Linked DNA regions of Sus scrofa: region 2 is linked to region 1. Evidence: chromatin contacts called from public HiChIP or PLAC-seq data. All regions are on one chromosome and are shown on one strand. Each heading gives the region's core, a stretch centred on a gene start, on an enhancer-like site or on the middle of the called end of the contact. The rest is flanking DNA. Distances are from core to core; before and after follow the strand shown.

Region 1 (4,968 bases), core at 646-3,145:
ACTCAATGACCCCTCAATAACAATCATCACCATCAGGACACCTCACGTTTCCACTCCTAGTCACCACGTGCCAGGCACATCCTCACTGTTCTCCACGTGGTATGACACACAGAGTTCTCGCCGCAACCCCGTAAGACAGAAGTCTTACTCCTCCATTTGACAGGTAGCAAAACTGAGGCTCAGAGAGGCTCAGAACTCGCCTAAGGTCAGCATGTTCTAAGGTCAGCCACTAAAGGGTTGGGTGAGGACTCAACCTAAACCCAGGTTCCAAACTCTTAGCCAATCCTCTATACCCCAGAAGCTTTGTTTCTGAGGATAGGATCCCCCTCAGCAGACTCTCTGTTTCAGCTCCAACTCGATTCCCATTTGCAAATACTCATCAGCACTGTTACTCCCATCAAATGTGAGGTTTAAAATATCACTGCTGACCTCAGCTCACCCCAACCAACCCCCAGTCTGTTCCAGGATGGGAACCCCCCACCCCACAGACACGCTACATCCATTAAAATTCTTTCAGAAAAACGCATGTATCCTTCACTGACTAATTCATGTGGCCCTGTTTATACAAACCCTTGAATATGCTGTTGTCTATGAAAGCTCTGTGGGGAGCCCCCACCCTTTCTCAGGATGGTTTATCTGGACCCCTGGCATCCTGCCCCAGGAGGTGGCTCCTGACTGCCCAGGAAGGTATGGGCTGGCCAATGGGAAGAGCGAAGGCCTGGCGTCAGGAAGCCCAGGCTGGAGTCCTGACTTCCGTTTCCTCCTCCTCCACTGCTCCCCGGAGCACCAGGGCCCCAGTCCTTGTTGGACAACTTGAAAGAGTTTCAAAACATTTATCAAAAAAGAGACTGTTGAACTCTATGCTAAAAGAGAGTGAGGGAATAATTCACGCATCAAACACATATTAAGCATCTGGCCTACCCTGGGGTGGGCACTGAGGACTCACTAAGATTAAGAAGCAGGGGACACAGAGAACAGACTTGTGGTTGCCAAGGGGGATGAGGGAGGGAGTGGGATGGATGGGGACTTTGGGGTTTGTAGATGCAAACTACTACATTTAGAGTGGATAAGCAATGAGGTCCTGCTGTACAGCACAGCAAACTATATTCAGTCTCTTGGGATAGAATATGACGGAAGCTAACATAAGAAAAGGAATGGGAGTTCCCACTGTGGCACAGTGGAAACGAATCTGACTAGTATCCATGAGGACTTGGGTTCCAGCCCTGGCCTCGCTCAGAGGGCTGGTGCTACTGCCTGTATCCCTTTCCCCTCCATCTCCTGGACCACTCACTCCCAGACAAGAGCATCCTGAATGGCCACCCTGCTTCCAGTCCAGGTCCTCACCCACCTGGTCCATTCAGTTCAAGGTACCCAGATTCATCTTGCCAAAGGGCCAGGGCCATGGCAGTGCCCTGCCTTAAGCTTTCAATGGCTCCTCAACGGCCTCAAGATGAAGTCCAAGCTTCAGGATGTGGCTCCTGCCTTCACCTCCAGCCTCGGTGCATCCCACTTCAAACATCAGGTTCACTGACGCTGAGTCAGGCGGTCACAAACTGTGCCATCTGCACCATCCCCGTCCTGGCCGAGGTGGTTCCCTACACCTGGAATTTCCTTCTCACCCCGGCTAACGCCTATTCCTTATTTAAAATTCATCTCGAAGACTACATACACCCTGCAGCAGGTCTCTGACCCTCCCTGCAGGGGTGGGGTCAGGAACCTCTTCCTAAGCACCCGGTGATACCTCATGTTCCCCTAGGACCAGACAAAGCATACTGGCTCACAACTTGATGTGTACGTCCGTCCTCATTCATGAAGGATGACGCCACTGTACAGCAGCACAACTGGCACACAGAAGCCACTTAATAACGAGTGAGAGAGGAGTTCCCGTCCGGGCTCAGTGGAAACGAATATGACTAATATCCATGAGGAAGCAGGTTTGAACCCTGGCCTTGCTCAGTGGGTGGAGGATCCAGCGTTGCTGTGAGCTGTGGCGTAGGCTGCAGACACGGCTCGGATCCTGTGTTGCTGTGGCTGTGGCGTAGGCCAGTGGTTACAGCTCCAATGCGCCCCCTAGCCTGGAAACCTCCATATGCCAAGGGTGTGGCTCTAAAAAGGCAAAAAAACACCAAACAAACAAACAGAGTGAGGGGCGGTGGGGAGGGAGGGTGAGAAAGGAGAACAAATGTTGAGGGTACTCAGAGAATAAAATAATGAACTACAACCAGAAGGATCTGGAAAGGCTTCACAGAGAAGGTGCATGTAAGCCATTCTTTAAAGAAGCTGGATTTTTGGTAGGTAGAGATAAAGAAGGTAGGGAAAGGGCAATTCAGAAACAATAACAAGACTGCAAAGGTACAAATGTTACAAGTTAGTGAGGATGTCAAACAGGGTGGTAGGTTAGGTGTAGGGTGATTGGAGAAGGGTGGACCCAGAATCATCTAGATGTCGTGTCAGGTGACCAGACCCCTGCGTATTAGTCAAGATTTGGGGGGTAGAAAGGTCAACTCAAAATAGTCAAAAGGTAAGGTGTTCAGTGTCCTGTTTCTTCCATCTTTCTGTTGAGACACACTCAACATCTTCTCCCCAAGGAAGGTCCCCTCATGATCCCAACGTGGCTGCCATGACTCCAGGTATCACATGCAGCCCTACTATGTCCCACAGCAGGAGAGGGGCTGTTTCACTCTAAACGCTTCCTTGCAAAATGGGGGAAAAGCTTGGAATTCTCTCATGGCTCAGCAGGTGAAGGATCTGGCATTGTCACTGCTGCGGCTCTGGTTATCCCTGCAGCAGGGGTTCGATCCCTGTGCCCGGAACCAAAAAATTTTAAACTTTAAAAATCAAATAAAATGGAGAAAAATCTTTCCCCATCCCCCAGAAAATTTCCCTTCATATTTTACAGCCCAGTTGTGTCACATGCCCACGCTAAACCCATCACTGCCAAGGGCAATGAGACCACAGTGGTTCACCCCTGGGGCTGGCACTGACCTCCCTTAAGGCCCCTGGCAAGTGGGCTTGTGAAGATCAGCGTTCCCGTCAGCAAAGGAGAAGGGGAAGCGGTGTTGGATCAGCAGACCACAGCGTCTGCGACACCTGCTCACCCGCGCATCTCCCCAGTACACAGTTAAACAGAGTGCACTCTGCAAACATCTCACATCTCCACCCGGTTCTATTTTGGGTCTGAGGAAGTAACTGTCCTAGGAGAGGAAACTTGCTAAGGGCTATTACGGGAAGGTCTATAAACACGGCCGCCGGCTTTTCTGGATCAGGAGTTCTGTGACAGTGAGCGGACAGTAAACAGCAGGAGTGACTGCATTCCAGAGAGAAAGCCCAACGCCAAGGTATTTTAACTGAGAGTTTTGCTGTTCTCCTCCAACCGATGTTTTCTTTAGACCTCCAAACAAAGTAACTAGTGCGTTCCTACCACAAAGACTGTGATCTGGCTACTCTCAGCCTTGGATACCCTTCCCCACTCTTTCCACTCACTGAAATCCTGCCCATTCTGGACCAGAAAGCTCAAGGACCGCCTCTTCCCCAAAGCAGCCTCTGACCACTCCACTGCGGTCACTCTTTCTTTCCCGCACACCCGTGGCTATTCCTGCGTAACTTTTCTATCATGAGGATGGACAGCAGTTCAAAACTATGATCAGTTTCATGTCTTTCTTTTTTTCTCTTTTTTTTTCTTTTCTCTCTCTTTTTTTTTTAATGGCCACACCCACGGCATATGGAGGTTCCCAGGCTAGGGGTTGATTCAGAGCTGTAGTCCCTGGCCTACACCACAGCCACAGCAATGCCAGATCTAAGCAGAGTCTGAGACCTACACCACAGCTCATGGCAACGCCAGATCCTTAACCCACAGAGCGAGGCCAAGATTCGAACCTGCATCCTCATGGCTGCTAGTCAGATTTGTTTCCACTGAGCCACAACAGGAACTCCTCGTGTCTTTCTTTTCTAATTAGAAGATATTCTAATCCAAGGAACTTGAACTTGAACTTTCATCTTCATATACCAGGTGCCTGGCACAGAGCAGGATATGCAGGAAAAGTCTGTGCAGTCAAGATGCTTTCAACTGAATTAGTTCTTTCTCTTCCCTCCCCTTGTTGATCAAGCAAATGAGAACTATTATCCTGTCAGGAACCCACTCATTTTTGTTTAGAACCAATGATGTGCCTGGCACTCAACCACTTTCTGTATATATTGCTTTAACATCTTTTTTTAAATTTTTTATTTTTGTGTGTGTCTTTTTAGAGCCGCACTTGATGCATATGGAAGTCCTCACCTAGGGGTCAAATCAGAGCTGCAGTGGCCTATGCCACAGCAACTCAGCATCCTTAACCCACTGAGTGAGACCAGGGATCGAACCCACGTCTTCATGGATACTAGTCGGGTTCGTTACCGCTGAGCCAGGACAGGAACTCCCTAACATGTTCTTGTAAAAGCAAACCCTGCAAGCGCTTTCAAAAATTACAGAAGAGGAAACCAAAGCTCAGAAAGGCTGAGAAAGATGAAGGGCAGATTCCTAGACTACATGAGGCATTAAGGCATGGAATTCAAGGTTAAGGCTCCAGAGGCAATCCTGCATCATGATCAAGAGCGTGGGCACTGACCACAGGCGGCTTTGCTTAAAGTCCTGCCACCTATGATGCATGTGACCCTGGCGAAGTCAGTTAGTCTCTGCATGTCTCAGTTTCTTCCTGTATAAAATTGGGAGAAGGGGGTTCCCTGGTGGCCTAGAAGTTAAGGACCCAGGGCTGTCCCTGCCATGGCCTGGGTTCAATCCCTGCCTGTGAACTTCTGCATGTCACAGGCATGGCCAAAAGAATTTAAAAATACATAAAATGGGGAAAAAATAGTGCCTATTTCTTAGGGCTATTATGAGGATTAAATGACCTCATGTAGGAAAGCTGCTTAAATAGTGCTTGACATGTATTAATGCACGAGAAACATTAGCTATCGTTATTGATTTCCAAG
Region 2 (4,863 bases), core at 550-3,049, 130 kb before region 1:
AGCACAGAAGGAGGAGTTCCCATCGTGGCTCAGTGGTTAACAAATCCAACTAGGAACCATGAGGTTGCGGGTTTGATCCCTGGCCTTGCTCAGTGGGTTAAGGATCTGGCGTTGCAGTGAGCTGTGGTGTAGATCACAGACGCGGCTCGGATCCTGCGTTACTGTGGCTCTGGCATAGGCCAGCAGCTACAGCTCTGAACAGACCCCTAGCCTGGGAACCTCCATATGCTGCGAGAGCGGCCCTAGAAAATGGCAAAAAGAAAAAAAAAAAAAAGTATAGAAGGAAAAAAAGTTAGAGCAGTGAAAACTTGCTCCCACATATGCTCCACCTGTTCCTCTGCTTCAGGCACCTGCAACTAAGGCTGAAGCCCCCTCCCGGCCCAGGGGCCTTATATTTAGTTTCCACAGTCTGGTAGCCTCAAGGTTAAGTGACATGGCTCAGGCAGGGTGAGAAGACAAGACATCTATCACCCAGAAGGGTGGAGAGAAGAGTGCCACCCTCCTGAAATCTCAGCATGGAATCGATACAAGGGCAACTGTGGTGAACAGGTACGGGCTGGGCTGGTTAACGTGAGATGGGAGAAAACGCAGTAAAGGGACAAGAGCAGTAACCCAGTATCAACTCACTGGGCATCAGCTATGTGCCAGGCACTGCACTGGATTTCTTAATACCGACTGTCTTTGCTGGAGAGGTGTGGAGAAAAGGGAACCCTCCTACATTATTGGTGGGAATGTAAACTGGTACAACCACTATGGAAAACAGTATGGAGGTACCTTAGAAAACCAAATACAGAACTACCATATGACCCAGCAATCCCACTCTTGGGCATATATCCAGACAAAACCTTCACTGAAAAAGATACATGCACCCCCATATTCATTGCAGCACTAGTCACAATAGCCAAGACATGGAAACAACCTAAGTGTCCATCCACAGATGAATGGATTAAGAAGGTGTGGTACAGATGCACGAGGGAACACTACTCAGGCATCAGAAGAACAAAATGCCATTTGCAGCAACATGGATGGAACCTGAGATTCTCATACTAAGTGAAGTAAGTAGGAAGAGAAAGACCACATGATACCACTTATATCTGGGAACTAATATATGGGACAAATGAACCTTTCCTCAGAAAAAAACCAACTCATGGACATGGAGAACAGACTTGTGGTTGCCAAGGGGAAGGGGGAGGGAGTGGGATGGACTGGGAGCGTGGGGTCAGTAGATGCAAACTATTGCACTTAGACTGGATAAGCAATGGGATCCTGCTGCATAGCACTGCGAACTATATCCAATCACCTGGAATGGAATGTGACGGAAGATAATGTGAGAAAGTGAACGTACATGTACGTATGGCTGGGTCGCTTTGCTATAGGGCAGAAAGTGACAGAACACTGTAAATCAACTACAAAAAAAATTTTTTTAGGAAAAAAAAAACTTACTATCTTTTAAAATCTGCATTTAATGTGTTAAGTATGACTCCCTATTTCATGGAGGAGAAACCTGCCCAGGGAGCAAGTGGCAGAGCTGGGATTCCAACCAGCCTGACTTCTAAACCCGGCTGTAATTCAGAAATGCAGCAGGATCACCTCTCAGCACAATAAAGCCCTAAAGAAGCCCAGAGGCCTACTGCTCCCTACCACCCATCAAGTGGCTCCAGAAAGGGGAAGCCAGGATCTGAGTCCGCTGCTGTCAGAAATGAAGAAATCAGGGCGAAAATGAACGGCAGGGTGAGAGGATGAGTGTCATCCTGTTCTTTGCGGAAAGGCCCACAGCCTTAAAAGGTCACACCCAAGACCAGCCTTGATCTACTCACACACTTACAGACCAGCCCACTCAGCTGAGAGAGAGTGGGAGAGGGGACAGTGGCAAAGTGACACACGTCTGCAGTTAAATCAGCCAGAGGGGCAGTTCTTCAGCCCCAAGAACCACCTGACTGGCAGCTGAGACATCTGGGTTCCGTTCCAAATTCTCTGGAAGTTTGAGCAAGTCATTTCTCCTCTCTGGGCATCACACATTCACGGCTAAACTGGGGGTGCTGTGTGTGTGTATACTTAAGTATTCATTCTGCTCTAACATTCTTAGACTCCAGGACTCTAAATGAATGACAACGAGCTAGCTGATGAAAATGGCTACTGCACAAACAGCCCGATGCTTTAGACCAACGATCAAGAAACCAAGAGAAGGACAAGAAATCTGTGAAAGTGGCTACATCCATGAAGATGCCCTGACCAACAGGAAGCTACTGTGCATCTTTCAACAAGATGCGGAAGATAGATGAAAATCCAAGACAACAGGCAAGCAGGACAGGCCCTTCTTTCTGGGGGTCAGGCATCATTTCTGTGTCCAGAGAGAAGTCATGGCTTAAACATTGCTTGAGTCACTCTCTCCAGCCTTCTCCATCCCATTTCCCTTCCTAGCTAGGCCACCAAAAGCTCGGGCTGGGTCAGCTCTAACAGTCTACAAAACCTCGTCCCCCTTCATTTATGCTTGCCCTCTCCAATCCACCCCACACCCTGCAAAGCGGTCCCTCTAGAAGGCAAATCGGGGTGTGCCAGTCTCCCCTAAAGCCTTTCTGTTGCTCTCAGGACAAAGCCCTGCTGTCTCCCCAGCACCATCACCATCCTCTCTGCCCAACAAGCTCCTGATGTAACAACCAGTTTCTCAAAAGAGGTGGGTTCCCCCCACTTCTGATCTCCAGGTCCCCGCAGAGGCGTCACTTCCTCTGGAAATTCTCCTGTGACCCCTCTGTGGACTGGGTGGGTCCTGCCCTGGACTCCAGGAAGCCCTGCCCCTTCCTCATCACAGCACTTACAGCGGATTCACTGTAAATTCCTGTTTTTTGGTCCATCCCTCCCCACCAGACTATAAGTGTTTTTTGTTTGTTTTTGGCCACCCGGAGGCACTTGGAAGTTCCCAGGGCCAGGGATCAGATCTTAACTCACTGTGCCAGGTGGGGATGGAACCTGTATTCTAGTGCTGCAGAGACTGCTGATCCCACTGCACCACAGCGGGAACTCCCAGACTATAGGCGTTAAGGAGGCAGAAACTACATCTGTCTTGTAGCCAGCTGTATTCCAGCACCTAGCAGAGTGCCTGGCACACAGTATGAATTTTTATAAACAAATAAAAGTCTTTGGGAGTTCCTGTCGTGGCACAGAGGAAACGAATCTGACTAGGAACCATGAGAATGCAGGTTCGATCCCTGGCCACGCTCAGTGGGTTATGGATCCAGCGTTGCCATGAGCTGTGCAGCTCGGATCTGGTGTGGCTGTGGCTGTGGCGTAGGCCAGCAGCAATAGCTCCGATTCGACCCCTAGCCTGGGAACCTCCATATGCCGCAGGTGCAGCCCTAAAAAAGGACAAAAGACAAAAAAAAAAAAAAAAAAAAAAAAACCCAAAACTTTGTTGATGAAATGCAGTCTTCTAAGAGTGGGCTGTGGAAGGTAGGGAAAGACAAGCTAAATGAAAAGGAGAGGCTGCAAAGGGGGGTGGGCCAGGTGCCTAAGAGGGGATGTGTGTGTGTCTGCATGTCTGCCCAGAGGCTGGGTGAGACATGAACGGATGCAAGGGCAACAACAGGGGCTGTGAACCGTGCAAGGGCAAGCTGTGCACTGTGCTGTATGCAGCTGTGCCCATGCTACCCTCCCTGGAGCCCAGGGACACTGGAAAACTGTTCGCTCTATTGCCAGGGTCTGGAAGTGCTGGCAGTGGGAACGATGGTTTAGTGCTGCACATACACTTGGGGGACTGATGACGTAAAAGCAGGTCACAATAAACTCAGCAATGCTAGTAACTGGACACGACTAACAAGTCCTGTCCCCTGCACCCCCCCCCCCCCCGGCTGTGTGCCAGCACTATCCGGCATGACAGCCTCCCCTCCTTCTTTTTACTTTTTTATTTTTTGTCTTTCTGCCTTTTCTAGGGCCACTTCCGCGGCATATGGAGGTTCCCAGGCTAGGGGTCCAATCAAAGCTGTTGCTGCAAGTCTACACCACAGCCACAGCAAAGCAGGATCCAAGCCACTTCTGCAAGCTACACCACAGCTCACAGCAACACCGGATCCTTAACCCGCTGAGCAGGGCCAGGGATCGAACCCGCAACCTCATGGTTCCTAGTCGGGTTCCTTAACCACTGAGCCACGACGGGAACTCCTCCTCCTTCTTTTTAAAAGAGGCATGTCCAGACAGGGCACTGCTGGAACAATGATGTATGGTCTGGTTACGCGCACTATTTCCACAGACGCTGCTGGCACCCCTCGTAAATTGTGACAAGATAGAAAGGCAGACCACTGGTTACCCTTCAAGAGTGGGGGAAAATGCACAATGTAGGATTTAAAGAGAAAGTACTAAGAGATGGACTATTGCAGCAATTTCCTAGCGCAGAGCTGAAGTTCAAGAGCAGCAGGAACAATTGCAGCAGCAGCGACAGAGGAGGAGAACACAGTCCCGTCAAAAAAGACATTTAAAACCACTACATTTCAGGACCAGAAATAATGCGCTTCAAAGAAACACACAGCATAAATAGCTTTTACACAAATCTTTGCCAGGGGAACAGAAAGCCACCAAAGGACAGGGTGGATTGTGAAATGAGCCACATACGCAGGAGACGGAAGTTAATTAAAGGAAGAGCCAGGCAGTTCCTTGAAAAACAATTTAGCCAAAACAAAGACTGAAAAACAAACACGCTGTAACACATACAGTGTCTTGGCCAAACAAAAAGAAAGAAACACTCACACATACACAAACACTGCAGTCCATACAAAAGGGGTACAAGTTCCCAGAATTTCCCAGAGAGCAGGCCATGCAAACAGGCAAACAACAGATGTGGCTTCAGTCTTAATTAAATGCGGGAGTTGAAAA

Evidence for each region. HiChIP or PLAC-seq counts read pairs in DNA pulled down with a chosen protein or histone mark.
Region 2: an H3K27ac HiChIP or PLAC-seq map of alveolar macrophages shows a contact between it and region 1. The contact joins two enhancer-like sites. A contact is called at or near these places in 1 of 5 promoter capture datasets (fetal liver), 1 of 47 Hi-C or Micro-C datasets (brain) and 1 of 2 datasets of contacts at active chromatin or transcription factors (alveolar macrophages).

The regions. Positions count from the first base shown.
Region 1 is chr4:10,114,083-10,119,050 of Sscrofa11.1, reverse strand. All of the region lies in intron 1 of ASAP1 (arf-GAP with SH3 domain, ANK repeat and PH domain-containing protein 1), which reads right to left. Among named protein-coding and RNA genes, the nearest start is that of ASAP1, 13 kb to the right of the region's middle. Within about 2 kb of position 1,895, at least 10 of the 83 cell types and tissues checked have an H3K27ac peak or open chromatin away from gene starts, as enhancers often do. A contact at or near this core is called in alveolar macrophages, where this site is marked.
Region 2 is chr4:10,247,772-10,252,634 of Sscrofa11.1, reverse strand. All of the region lies in intron 3 of ASAP1 (arf-GAP with SH3 domain, ANK repeat and PH domain-containing protein 1), which reads right to left. Among named protein-coding and RNA genes, the nearest start is that of ASAP1, 150 kb to the right of the region's middle. Within about 2 kb of position 1,799, at least 8 of the 83 cell types and tissues checked have an H3K27ac peak or open chromatin away from gene starts, as enhancers often do. A contact at or near this core is called in alveolar macrophages, where this site is marked.